Regions from separate parts of the Zea mays genome. Here region 1 is linked to region 2. The links are chromatin contacts, called in public Hi-C maps. All regions are on one chromosome and are shown on one strand. The core of a region is the stretch at or near the end of the contact, and the rest is flanking DNA. Distances in the headings are between cores, read along the strand shown.

Evidence for each region. Hi-C and Micro-C count contacts between places; a contact is called where the count stands out from the background.
Region 1: a Hi-C map of leaf shows a contact between it and region 2, with 7 times the contacts expected there. The contact joins the promoter of LOC100278787 here to the promoter of LOC100284450 in region 2. A contact is called at or near these places in 13 of 25 Hi-C or Micro-C datasets (bundle sheath, ear, endosperm and 4 more) and 2 of 3 datasets of contacts at active chromatin or transcription factors (leaf and seedling).

Annotation. Positions count from the first base shown.
Region 1 is chr1:90,301,710-90,308,614 of Zm-B73-REFERENCE-NAM-5.0, forward strand. LOC100278787 reads left to right here and starts at 1,281. Exons shown (of 4, transcript NM_001151950.2): 1 at 1,281-1,645; 2 at 1,958-2,047; 3 at 2,134-2,461; 4 at 3,569-5,147. The coding sequence starts at 1,958. The coding sequence ends at 4,716.
Region 2 is chr1:90,131,228-90,138,460 of Zm-B73-REFERENCE-NAM-5.0, forward strand. LOC100284450 (disulfide oxidoreductase/ monooxygenase) reads right to left here and starts at 4,222. Exons shown (of 7, transcript NM_001157345.2): 1 at 3,387-4,222; 2 at 3,077-3,147; 3 at 2,849-3,001; 4 at 2,656-2,738; 5 at 2,413-2,548; 6 at 2,140-2,313; 7 at 1,664-2,013. The coding sequence starts at 3,912. The coding sequence ends at 1,834. It overlaps LOC100384410 (putative xyloglucan galactosyltransferase GT19), which reads left to right. Exons shown (of 1, transcript NM_001176952.2): 1 at 1-912. The coding sequence ends at 727. TRNAG-GCC (transfer RNA glycine (anticodon GCC)) reads left to right here and starts at 1,178; the gene lies at 1,178-1,248. It overlaps TRNAG-GCC (transfer RNA glycine (anticodon GCC)), which reads left to right and starts at 1,508; the gene lies at 1,508-1,578.

The DNA.
Region 1 (6,905 bases), core at 31-2,530, 170 kb after region 2:
TTTTCTTGTTCCTACATTTCACCAATCTTGTATTCCAAAGGGGGTATGAGGTTCATTTACTGTTATGTATAGAAAAAATCAAAATTTTGGGTGGGCTAATACAGTCCTATTATAGGCCTTCTCGTCGAATTGGTTTAGTCCTCCTAACATCCGTCCTCCTCCTCAGCCTAGTTTTTGCATCTATTCATTCGGTCTCATTCTTCTAGACGCTGCTCGAGCCAGTATGCCCTAACGCCCCTTTCCCGACGTCACACGATGCGATGTCGCCCAATCACGCTCCCTTCCCGGTGTCCTTATCCCGCTCGCCATCATCGCGACGCCGGTCCACCCAACATGTCCGATCTTGTATCATGTATTGATATAAAATTTAAATTACATAATACTAGTTTTTTACTGTCTTATTTGATTTTGTCATATGTTTTTTGCATCGATGAATTCTCGTACTACGTCCGGCACTGGGTACAAGTAAAATTGTGTGCATTGGCTTTTTATTTAGAGAAGCACGAAAGTGTAGGAGTAGACGTGTAGGAAAAGGGAGAAGATCAGTGCCACCTCCATGGATATACAACAGCATGGTCATCCTATCACCAAAGAAAGGCAACCAAAACAATAATTTCGCAATCAAGGCCATCCTTTCACCAAAGACAGGCAACCAAACAGTAACAATTTTGCCACCAAGCAATTGCCGGTTGCATTACTTAACACTGGCTTGGGCTGACCTCGTCAGAGATCGTCTACTTCGTGAAGCAACGGGAGGTGAGGGAACAAAACACGAGGGGCTTTTTTGGGGGCAAAGCATCCCCGCCCCGCCCTAGAAATTGTTCAGATAGTACACTTCCCGTATTCCCCCTATGCCAGCCTTTGCTGTCCTCCGCCACTTGATTATTATTTCTGTTGCTTTTCTATTGTATACTCCTGCCGGGTAGTACCATGTATTTGCTGCAGTGGACCATACCATCAGCCATCACTGTCAGTGTTGGAGGCACATCCAACCAACCAAACAAATAACTGAACTCGAGATATCTCCGTGGGTTTTTATTTTTATTTTCGAACACTGGTTAGATATTGACGGCAAAATTACATTGAGACAAAAAAAAATGGACTCCTTGATGCAAAAATTATCATTTTTTTAATTGGTCGATGACTGAACTCTAGTGGCTTTTCGGAACGCAGATCATCCGTACACGTGTTTTAATACAAAATACAAGTAACAACCAACAGCACCTACTTTCTCCTCCGGAACTGTGTGATTAAAGTGGCAGATTTGACGCATCTCCGTCCCCAAGCCCACCTCGCTCCTTGCATGCATATGCAGCAGCAGTCACAGGTAAGCAGATCCCCTAGAGAAGATTAGACTAACGAGAGGTATCAATCCCTATCTCCATCCCCATCTCCCACTACCCATGCGGCCATGCATCAGTAAATCAAAATCATAGCAGGTGAAAAAAAAGAGAGCATGTGAGCCGAGAGAGAAACAGGAAAGGAGCAGGAAAAAAAAAGAGAGAGAGAAGAAGCCGCAGGGGCTGGCCTGACGGTACGGACAGCCGCCTGCCTCCAGCAGTATCCAGCCGCGAAAGAATTGAGAAGATCCAGACCGAGCTCGACGAGGGGAGGCGCGACAAAGAAGTATCGCCGCCACGGAAAGGTTTCCTTTTTTCCCCCCTGTTTATTATGCGCCATAATCCTTTCTTTTTATGCCTTCCTGTTTTTCCGTATATACTAGAGCTTTTCCCGTTGCTTCGGTAGCTAAAGGAGTGGTTGTTCTCCACGGGGACAACAGAAAAATGATATGGAGATTTGGTTGCTTGTCCAATTAAGGTTGGTTTCTTGTTTATGGTTGTATAAGCCCGTTGAGTTAGGGTTAACAGCTTGGGTGAAATTGGACTGTAAGGTTACTTTGGGTGGCGACGAACGTGAATGCGATGTGATATCTTTTATTTTATTTTTTTTTTTGCAGATGGAGGATCTGAAGAAGTTTTATCCTTCTTTCTGGAAGCAATCTAGCAGTTCACGAAGTAGCCTGCACTCGATCCGTGAGCATAAGCTGGTGAGAGGAACAGCTAGATTTCTTTTCTCTCCCATGTAAGATAGTCTAAATTTGTCTTGCTAAAGAAGGATTTTTTGGTGCCCCAGATGGATTTGGGTTCGAGGCGCAATCAAACCCAAGAAGTTTCCACCAATTTCAATAAACGCAAACCGTTCTCCGAATCTGTGGAACTGACTTCAGATGTTAGGACTTCAGTTTGGAGAAAATCCGATGCTTATCACGGAGTGATTGACTTGGAGAAGCCATCGATTTCTGGTGATGCGATTGAAGCTATTGGTTGTTCTGGCTTTGGCAACCCTGCCAACCAAAATGGCAAGTCTCAGGATGGTTCATGCTGTATTTCACCAGAGAACACCTCACTTGCAGAGTCGCTTCAGTCGTGTAGAGACTGGAACATATCGCGTGTAAGCGTTGGTGAGTCTCTATTCAACCTTGCATCCTGTGCTAACATGTTTCAGAGCTACTTATGCAAACAGGTTGTTGTCATCTTGTATGACCTATTTTTTGACTGTACCTGTTGCATATGTGTCTATAAGTTGAACCTTTGATGAATAAAGGCTATAGTGCTCAATTAATGACAAAGAGGATGATATTGCCACATTGTTTGTCACAGCCATAAGTTACATAAATAGCTAAAAGTTGTTATGTACTCCCTCTGTTCTTTTTTATTTGTCGCATTTTAGTTCAAAAGTGAGCTAGCGGATGACAAATATTCAAGAACGGAGGTAATATATGCTAACTTTTTGTAACTTAGAGGGTGTTTGGTTTCTAATGACTAATTTTTAGTCCCTCCATTTTATTTCATTTTAGTCCCTAAATTGTCAAATACAGAAACTAAAATAGAGGCCGGAAACAGTTCCATTTTCTGAAAAAAAAACTGCTAACTATTTGCAGCAATTGAGTTTTGGAGAACAAGATCGATGTCATTTTACTAGTTTGGTGAAATATTTTTTTTCTTAGGAGACCTTCGTATCATTATATTAATAAGAGGAATAAATATTTTACAATATTTCACAGAAAGGAGAAACAGCTTTGTTACAACAATGTGATCTTTCTCAATGCTATCCATGTCTGCATTCAAATATTTTCTGTGTTTTTTAGGGAGGTTTTGTTGCTAGCCAGCTCTACTGGGATTATTACAATGCAAAGTCTAGTTTAGGACAAGTCATAAACATGGATGACATATCTGTTGCTCTAATATCTATGTCTGCTAACTGAAATTTATAAACTTCTATGTTAATAATTCACATGAGAGTTCCAAGTTCTGCAAGTCTGTATATTCCCATTGTAGCATCATTCGTGCTTTAGAGCTTTAGTTAATATTAGACATGCCATGAATTGAGCATGACCACAAGTCCAAGATCACAATGTGATTATTTGAACATTTTTCAGGTTTTATTTCCCTTACTTTATTCTTGTATGTGATGCTTTGTTCATTGCAAGCTAAATCATAATCCAACAAGGCAACAAGATGGCCTGCTCATAGAGCTTCATGACTATTCTAACCTTGTTCATTTTCAGGTTCAGTTGGATCTAGTGACACTCCGGATTGCCAGTCCCCTATCAAAACAAGTAACAATGAAGCAAGACATTCACTGTTTGACCTGAATGTTCCTCAAGAAGAAAGTCTTTTTATGTCTTCTACTCTGGTTCCTTCTTCTTCAACGTATTGTGGAATTTTTTCAGACAACCGTAGAGAAACTTCTGAGAAAGAGCATATCGCTGGTATCAGATCAATGAAAGGATCTTCCATCACTGTGGTCACCCCCAACTCAGTTGCAGACAGTTCAAGGGATGTGGTAACTGAATCGCCAGTTCAACCGAAGTTTCTTTTTGACCTTAATGTGTCACTTGAAAACACCGACATGCCATCAGAAATCTGTGATTATAGAGATAAGGATGTAAATAATGATGTAAGTAAAGGAACAGCACCCCGTCGTTCTTTCTCCAATAAAGATAGTCTGCATGCAGAAACTTCCACAAAACATGCGGTTCTTGGACATGATCATATGTTGGCGCACGAGGATGATAGTAAGGTGCTTCTCACATCCCCAACAGCTAATGGTATCAATAAGGTTCAGTTGACACAGTCTGGAACCATTAACAAGGAGTTTTTGATCCCTGGATCTCCTCTTGTTGATACAAGTTTCCCTCCAAGACTTGAGATATCCGACAATGGAGCATCGAATATTCAAGAGTTAAGCATGCTTCAAGACAAGGTCGATGGTGATGGCACAACAGCTGATACTGCAGCTAGAACCCTTCTTTCCATTTTCCAGCATAGTTCTGAACGCATTGCTCATTGCTTTGGAAGCAGCAACCAGACAGCAGCTCAGAACGTGAACGATGAGCCTCAGCCTTCATTGGACTCGTTCGAGCAAACCGTGTTGAACTTAGAGGAGATCCAAGATGACGGTCAATCGATCAATGTGGCACCACCCTATATCGAAGGACCAGCATGTCGGATCAAGCTAAAGAGAGGGAGGGGTATGAGAAATTTTCAGAGGGAGATCATTCCTGGCCTCCTTCTAGGGAGGCAAGAGATATGCGAGGACTTGGAAGTTATAGGCTATGCGCCAAAGAAAGCTCGGTCCAGGAAACCCCGCAAGGGTCCAGGCGCATCCTCAGCTCAACCGAGGCCGTGCAAACGTGGAGCTGTCAAGCGCTGACCAGGAGCATCTGCATTCCGTGGCAGGGTGCCATAAGGCAGGCGATTCAGAACAGGAGAGTCCATTCTAAACCATGTGAATATTCGTGTGTATCAAGCCTAGCTTCAAACTCTGGTTTGCTGGTGACCATTTAGTTGGGGATATTCTTTCCTTTCCCCTCTTGTTATATCTTTCCTGGAGTGATCAGGTTGTTAGATTCAAGATTTTTTTTTTTTGCCTTTATATTTGAAAGTCTAGCGGCGAAGACAGTCATAGTGCCACAATGATCAGTCTCGAAATTCCAGGCTTAGATCAGAGTCGACGAAGAAGGCAAGATGGTTGTTCCTGATGATAACCTAGCACTTTCTATCTTGGGTTATACCTTGGATTAATGCGAAAACAGTATACTTGCTTAGATTAAATTTATCTGGGCCTGTTGACTGCTGCATCTCAACAACAAGCCCTCACTTCAATCCAGGCGATTTGGACTGGTTTCACTGACCTGTGAATCAAAGAAACCATGTCTGTCAGTACAATTGACGACCATACTGATCGGGGGTCCTAATGGCCCCAGATTTTCTGTCCTTTGTGCAGCATTGGTATCTTTTCCAGGTCTTGATCTCTTCTCCAGATTGCCTGGTCTTGATGTTGAACCAGGTAGTGCATCCATCTAACACTTGCGACGCTGTCTCCAATCTCCATTGATGATCAAGAGGCCAGGCCATGTGCAGGATAATAATGCCCCGGTGTAACGAGACATCGGTCAGGGATCGCCGGCGAGCTCGGGGGGTAGTACTGATGCACCCACTGAACTGTCAAACCGTGTCGAGTAAAGTTGATGGCGCGTGCAGCTATTTATAACGCCACGAACTCGAGTCGAGTCCAGTCACAGTCATTGCGGGAGGTAGGGTAGGCAGTCAAGCAAGCAAGCGAAGGCGACCTACTGGCTACTGCTTGCTACAAGTACCGAGTCATGATCCAAGTCGCTGAGCCGTAAACCGGTGGAGTATGAGTGGGATCTCTCGGAGCGATCTGGCCGGCCGGTCGGTCGGTGCATGAAATTCGATTCGACGCTGGGTGGCCAGGTGGGCGGCATTTGGTTGCGGCTGTGGTTGAATGAATCGATGACCCCCCGAATTGAGGCTGAGCTGAGATCTCATTGTCACCACGGTGCAGGTGCATTGCATGATGGCCTGCGAGAGAGCCAGTTGTAGCTGTAGCAGTGGACTCCCTGCTCCATCTCCATGAGAGCATGAGACCATGATCCAAGGCGAAGCCGTACTAATCTGCTCCAGGATCCTCGCAGTCGCACCGCATCCGCCATCCGTCGCCCCATCTCCTGCGCGCAATAAAAGGGGCGGACATGGTCGGTGGCGAAACCCGGCACCGCATGATTGGCGCTAGATTTTTACTGCCGGGTCGTCGCCAGAGGGAGACACGGCGCTGGCATGCATCATCCAAATGCATCCTCGGCCGGCTGTCCAGTCTCCCCCACTCCACCATCATTCAGGACAGGAGCCCGTATCGTACCGGTCAAGTGGAGGGGGATCTTGACAAGACCAGCACGGATTTATCATTCAGAGATGCGCAGCTAGCGCACTGTTGCTTACTGGAACGCAGGCAAGTTTTATGCCCGTGCCGCTGCTGATTGCTGTGCTGTGCAGTGCAGGTATACGGCGACTCGCTCATCGGCTCGTCGCCGCGCTGCAACCTGCGCAAGGAGTAACTCGCGTGGGTCCCGGGCCGGCCCTGGGTACTGGACGTCTTCAGTTCGCTTGTTCAGCCTTCAGCGTTCATGTTTGACCATGTGAGGGTGAAACAGTGACGCAAAGACGACTCAGCCACTCGGGCAGCAGGCAGGACTACGTCCAAATCTCCTGGACGGAGGTCAAGCCCACACCGGCACACCCCACAGTGGTTAGCGCTGATAGTTGATTGGTTATTCAGTTCTGAATGTTGGAGTCACCTGGAACTGGAAGCATGGTAAACAACAGCTACCAGACAGAGGTGACGAGATGCAGGCCGGCTCGGGGCGGTGAGATAGGCGGAGTAACCATAAGAGAGTAAACCCATGGTCAATCTACATGTGTTGAAGTGGATTGATGTGTAAATTAGTTTAAGTTACGCCACAATCCAACTTAATATATATAGATTAAGGTGAATACTAGAGTAATTAAACTAGCCCTAAAGCTTTGTTTGATTACATTTGG
Region 2 (7,233 bases), core at 2,972-5,471:
GTCCCGCACGTGGCCGTGGCAGGAGCACGCGATCCCGCACCCGACGTCCTTCCACCCGTCGTCTCTCGGCCACCTCCGCGCCTGGCTCGCCCGCGCGCGCCGTTCGCGTCGCGCCACGCTGATGCTCTTCGCGGGCGGCGCCTCCCGCCCGTCCCGGCCCAACATCCGGGGCTCCATCCTCTCCGAGTGCGCGAACCGCACCGACGCATGCGTGGTCGTCGACTGCTCCGGCGGCAAATGCGCGCACGAACCGGTCCGGTACATGCGCCCCATGCTGCGGTCCAAGTTCTGCCTGCAGCCGCCGGGGGACACGCCGACGCGGCGCTCGACGTTCGACGCCATCCTCGCCGGCTGCGTGCCCGTGTTCTTCGAGGACCTCGCGGCGCGGAGGCAGTACGGGTGGCACCTGCCCCCGGTGCGGTACGATGAGTTCTCGGTGCACATGCCCAAGGAGGCCGTGGTGTTCGGCGGGGTCCGAATCGTCGAGACGCTCGAGGCCGTGCCGGAGGAAGAGGTGCGGAGGATGCGGCAGCGCGTGCTGGAGGTGGCGCCGAGGGTGGTGTACCGGCGGCACGGGAGCACGCCCGAGCTGAGAGAGGCCGTGAAGGATGCCGTCGACCTCGCTGTGGATGGCGTGCTGCAGAGGATTCGGTGGCGGACGCGTGCACTGGAGGACGGACCGCCGGAGAGGATTTACGCGCAAGAGGAGGACAGCGTCGACAGATAGAGGATGAGGACCATTCCCTTCGGCTGCAACAGGACATCCACATCCAATAGTGAAATACAGTGTGTACATGTTGCTGTTGTAGTGGAGAAATGAGATTTGTGTTCAGTGTAACTGCAGTAGTTTAGTATGGTGCGAACTTGTTGGCTTCTTCGTGGTGAATCCGTGAATGGCATTTCGAACAGTCCATACCTCACCCAAGGAGCCATGACACGAAATCATTTTTGAACCATGAATGGAACGAAGTCACTTTGGAACTAAGAACGAAATGAAATAATGCAGCATCAGGAAACGCATACAGAACGAAAGAGACGAGGCTGTGTCGTTGCAAATAATGTTGAGATATAGATGGCATTGCCATTGTGTTACCGTACTATGTAGGTATAATGAAGCATTATCAACATGTATTGATGAACAGATAATTAAAACTAATTTAAAAGCAACAACACAAAAGCACCAGTGGTCTAGTGGTAGAATAGTACCCTGCCACGGTACAGACCCGGGTTCGATTCCCGGCTGGTGCAATTTTTAATTTTTTTTATTTCGTTTGCTTTTTCCCATTATTTTTTTAATCATTGTTGTTAATTGATGACCAATCCACAGTTTACTACAAGATTGTTTACTACCAGAACAGTCTCATATATATACATCGATCGAATGATCGATGAAATGCTAACCCAGAAGTGTATCCAATCCACATCACATAAAATAGTTGAATGGTTATTCATATTTGCATATTGCAGTTCAGATCAGCTTTGGGTATTTAAAAGCAATATCACAAAAGCACCAGTGGTCTAGTGGTAGAATAGTACCCTGCCACGGTACAGACCCGGGTTCGATTCCCGGCTGGTGCAATTTTTTATTTCGTTTGCGTTTTCCCATTATTTTTTTAATCATTATTGTTAATTGATGACCAATCCACAGTTTACTACAAGATTGTTTACTACCAGAACAGTCTCATATATATACATCGATGAAATGCTAACCCAGAAGTGTATCCAATCCACATCACATAAAATAGTTAAATGGTTATTCATATTTGCATATTGCAGTTGAGATCAGCCTCGGGTATGCCGAAAGAATATGGGATGAGAATAGTAAGAAAGAATTTACAAGAATTTCTTGAAGTATTCATTTGCTTCGGCCACCAGATGCTCGTCATCCCATTCATCACGGTAACTCTCAGGACGAGCTGCCTTGTTCATTGAAGTTACAGCATACATCTGCTTCCTCCATTCTTCGACTGGTGGATGGCCACATTGCTCAGCGAGCCAATCATCATACTCAAACTGCACATAAAGATATGCATATATACGACGAAAAATTCAGTTGTATCAACAGTGAAAACTTAATATTAGACGACTGCGGTCAGCTGATAAATCTTAACTAAGTATTGACAGACATCTCCAGGCTACCTGGTAATTTGCAAAATTATGTGTGTATCTCTTAGGCCATCCATGTGCTTCTAGTTTCAAATAGAAAGCCTTCACATCTTCCATCATCCTGTCTTCGGATGGAAGATTAATCCGTCCTGATAGAACTCTAGCAACCCACTTACTTTGGAGTTCAAACAGTGGGAAGGGGATAACCTGGAAAGAACAGAGGTTGGAATGTTCAAGATCTTTGAGCTTCACAGGGTAGGTTACAGGTGCATCTTAACTGGGGCATCAATTTGCAGCAAAACTGACTTTCCAAGGCAATCCGATGAAGGACAAATGAGGTGCCACTTCGGGTGGAAAAATATGCTTGTATAGTGGATCGACACGGTTGTCGTCCACGGTGATAGTGCTGTCATCTCCAAGGAATGGAAAGTCATACAGGTAGCTAGGCAACATACAAATGCAAGAAGCACATTATCAGATTCCAAATTAACGCAAAATGGCATGCTTTTGTAGGAAACGGGATGCAAGTGATACTGCAGATCACTATACCCAGTGCAGTGCATGATAACATCAGCTTTGATTGAGCTGCCATCCTGGAACACCACAGTGCCATCCTCCTGCGCATGGTCAATCTGCAGCCCGAGCATTAGATTCGCCACAACACTAACTGTGGCAGCTCCTCCAGTAGATAAAAGCTTCCATATCTTGATTCACCAGGATAAACTCATAAAAGGTAGTTTACCATGGAATGAAGCCACAGATTATCATAGCCAGGCTGCTTGTTACAGGTGGAAGCCGGTGCTGATCTATCAGCAATATGTACCTCTTCCGCCATGCTTGCGATGTCTCTCGAAATGTCAACTGCACTTGCCGAGGCCCCAATTATGATCACTACCTGTGGTTGCAAATATAGTCTTCGTTAACCACGGGAATGCATAATGGGAGCATACATCACTGGGAGGAAACACACTTGATCAAGGAATGGCTCCGGCACACGGTAATTGTGGCTATGCATCTGCTTCCCTGGCCAAGCATCTACCCCTGTCGAAGTTCGGTAAGTGTAAGAATTGATCACTGAAGGTAAAGATCATCTGGAAGTTGCAATGGCTATGAATTGTTATAGATTACTATCCACTTTCATGGATGGTCCAAACATTGCAAGCACGCACAGGAAGAGGTTGCCGTGGAGGAGTCACAGGTCAGGCAGTTCATTCCAGATCCTATCCGTGCTTAGAAGCTCAAATTAACGCGATCACAGGTTATATTTGTGGCAAAATTACCGGGAATGACGGCGAGGCGTGGCTCCGTGTAGTGACCATTGCAGACCACGACGGCATCATAGAACTCCTCCTCGCCGCTCCCCTTATCCCCGAGCTTCCTCGACGTCACAGCCCACCTCCCTCCGTCTTCCCTCCTCACACTGAGCACCTCCGTCTCGAAGCGGACGAGCCGGAGCAGGTCGAACCGGCGCGCGAACGCCTCCAGGTAGCGGAGCACCTCCTCGTGCCCGGGAAACCGGCGGGGGTCTCGGGAGCCCGCGGCGCCAGCGGCGAAGGGGAAGTCGAGGAAGCCCATGGTCTCGCGTGGCAGGTTGGTGCGGAGCGATGCGTAGAGGCTGGAATGCGTCGCCGCGGCGCCGAGCGGGTCGGAGGACGTGGCGGGAGGCGTGTAGAGCCAAGTGCCCCCAACGGCGGCGGCGCGCTCGAAGACGACGGGCGCATGGCCCTCGCGGCGTAGCTCGCGGGCGGCAACCAGGCCCGCCGCGCCCGCGCCGACGACGGCGAGGCGGAGGGAAGCCGACGGCATGGAGGGAGGTGGAGCGGGCAGCGGAGACAGGAGAGCCGTGTGGAGTTTGTGATGTTGGAACGAGCGGGCCTACCTTCTCGGCTTCTACTGCCAGTTATTCGTCGTGGAGTTTGTGATGTTGGCTTCTCCTCCCTGGAAGACGTCACGGCAACATCGCCAACCGCGGGCGGGGGCGCGGGGCGGCTGATTGCGTGGTGTGCCTAGGGCCCGTCTCGTCCTCCGGTGGGTGCGACGATCTTCTCTACAGTATTCTTCTGTCTGTTCGGCGTTGTCCGCCGCCACTGGAGGAATGAAGCCTGCACCTGTACTGTACTGTAGCCAGCCCAGCAACAACATTCCATTCTTGGGTCTGATGCCGAATGAAGCCCGCACCGGAGGAATGATACCATTTTTATTCTAGGAGACTGATGATCAATGGATAATAAATTCGAAATTTCTCTTACATTGATTTGAGTAGTTAGCTAGACAAGATAAGAGAATAATTAGTATTTTGCCACTTAAAATGTTGTCTCCTTATTATAATTATCACTGTGTCTGTAAATTATGGATCATCTGAGTCTGATGGTAAATATATGAACTCCTTTCTTTGTAATGGTAAATATCCAATTCAATCGTAAGTCTGAAATTCTAGTCTTGGGGGTCTAATGTTGAAGAGCAGCCGAGAATTGTTAATCTGTTAAACTGTCAAGTTGGGGATTCTGACAGACATATAGAGAAGTTACAGATAAAATGGGAATAAATTACAACCTTGGGAAGCGGAAATCCATGACATCAGGAGGGTAGATTGATTTTAACTATAACAGTACATCTTTGAGCAGCTTCCTATCTATACAATGAGAACGTACACGTTAAAAGGTGTCTCCCAACAAATGGATTCAGTTAGATCTAAGTTTTTGAGCTAATAATTAGGAGGGTGTTTGGTTTCTAGTGACTAGTTTTTAGTCCATCAATTTTATTTTATTTTAGTCTCTAAAGTACTAAATACGAAAACTAAAATAGAGTTTTAGTTTCCGCATTTAGCAATTTAAACATTAAAATAGAATAAAATGGAGAGACAAAAATTAGTCTCTAGAAACCAAACACCATTTTAATCTAAATATCACATGGCCAAGTCCAAGTGGGAGACCATGTCTATACCCATAGACCATGGGGATTTAGGTATCTTGAATGCAAGATTGATGAATGATGCATATTTCTAGATAACTAGGTAGGACGTTACTGAAAGCTGACAAGGATGAGTTGTGTCTTAGCCTGCTGCAAAAGAAATATCTAAAAAGAAAATCCTTAAAACAATGTGAATTCAATAATGGATCCAATTTTTGGAAAGAGTTGCTGGAAACAAGCGGGATTGTGAATTGGGGGCTTACTGTTTAAGTTAATAATGGCAATAATACTTTATTTTGGGAGGACATCTAGGTGCTAAATATTCCTTTGAAGCTAGACTTCTGTCACACCCAGATTTTAGGGGTCAAAAACTCGGGCGCGAACATAAACACCAGGTGTGCTGGGACCAAGTCTCACACATATGATGCATAGTGGCACAGGATCGAATGTCACATCTTTACTATATAATAAGATTTCTATACAAAATAAATAAATAATTACATTATAAGGAGACAACGGTCCAGCAACCCAAAGTTGACTGGGAGACGACGACCTAGACCTCTCACGAACACATCGCAGCATCCTCCATGCGCCTCATCCTGGGGTACCTGTTCTTGACCTGTGGGGGGGTGTGAGACAGCAAGAGTGAGCTCACATACGTTCATCGCTCAACAAGTTGTGGGGAATAATGTGCATGAACTCGCCAAAGGCGGGAGCTCACGTGAAGTGTAAGGCTTACCAAAGAGGATGGTTAGAGCTGAGCATTGCTTTTAAAGTTGGTCAAAATTTTATTAGCAGTTACTAAGTGTAAGTAAATACCAACCCAATTAAGTAGTAGAACAAAAGTAACAACATCACCTGCAATGCAATGCATATGACAAATTGAATTTAAGTTCCATAATTTAATCATCAGAGAGTCCTGAGCTGCTCATGACCGTGAGCTCGGCTAGTATACCAGTTTTACACTCTGCAGAGGTGGTACCCTTTACCCACAAGTCATGTTACCCATCTGCCAAGGGATCGCGACTTCCCATACACCTCTACCGAGGAGGCGAGGCAGGGTAACACTACGAGGCCTTTACAAAGTTCCACTAGCTTCAGAAAACCCGCTACAGTTTATAGGAAGCTCCAATGCAGGAATCCCTTGCAGGACCGCCATCACAGCAAAATCCTCCCGAGGGCCTCCCTACACTGACCACTCCCCTACTGCCCTTGCCCCTTTCGGGTAAGGTAGTCCTCCACTAGCTTTCCTAATTAATCAGCCAAGGGCGTCCATAAACCCTTGTGGTGGCACGTGTTTCTCAAGTTAAGCTCTATGTTCCAATTAACATTTAATGATCTTGTCATGAACATAAATAAAATAACAACATAATTGGAACATAGATATAATGAAATATTAACCCAAAACCATATAAAGCTGTAGCAGAACTACCCAAGTGATTCAGGGGTTAAACAAGGTATTCAGGATAAACAAACTAGGGTACCCTATTAGGTCCCATCAAAATTAACCTATGCAGATCATTATGATTAATTAGAACATGAGTGGGTAAAAGAAGTGATCAAGGGCACAAATTGCCTGGCACTTGAGATTCCAGGTGACAGGATGAACTTCGGGTGACTCGCAACCGCACTGCTAATCGTAGCAATACAAACAAACATGGTATATACAAAATTAACATCACACCAAACATAAGTACAAACTGAATAATAATGATCTACGTGTTTCTACGAGACTAACGCAACTTGAACGGATCAAATCGGAGTTAAAACGAAGGAGTTATGAATTTCTAATGATTTTATGTGTTTTGTACAAGATTAGATTAGAAAATAGATTTTAAATTGGCTTTCATGTCAAATCAGAGGTACTATGTGATAAACAATAATATTATAGAATTATAGAAATTGGAACGGGCTCATCTAGACTTAATATGAATTTTCTATGGATTTAACAAGAGTTTGGAATTGTTTTTATATAAGAAATTCATTTTATAACTCATTTTCTCTGATTTCCCATTTCCCTGGACTGCTCCTCAAATAACAGTTAAGACAAGGACCTCTGCGCAAGAATTCCCGTGACTCAGTGCCCACAGCGCAGGACTGCGGGTTAATTCCGTAAAACTGAAGGGGTTCTTTTAAAAGACTTCCAGGGCGAAGGGGTATCAGTAGTTCTGAGCCGTTGGATCAAAATCAAGGGCTAGGATTAGATCGGCCAAACAC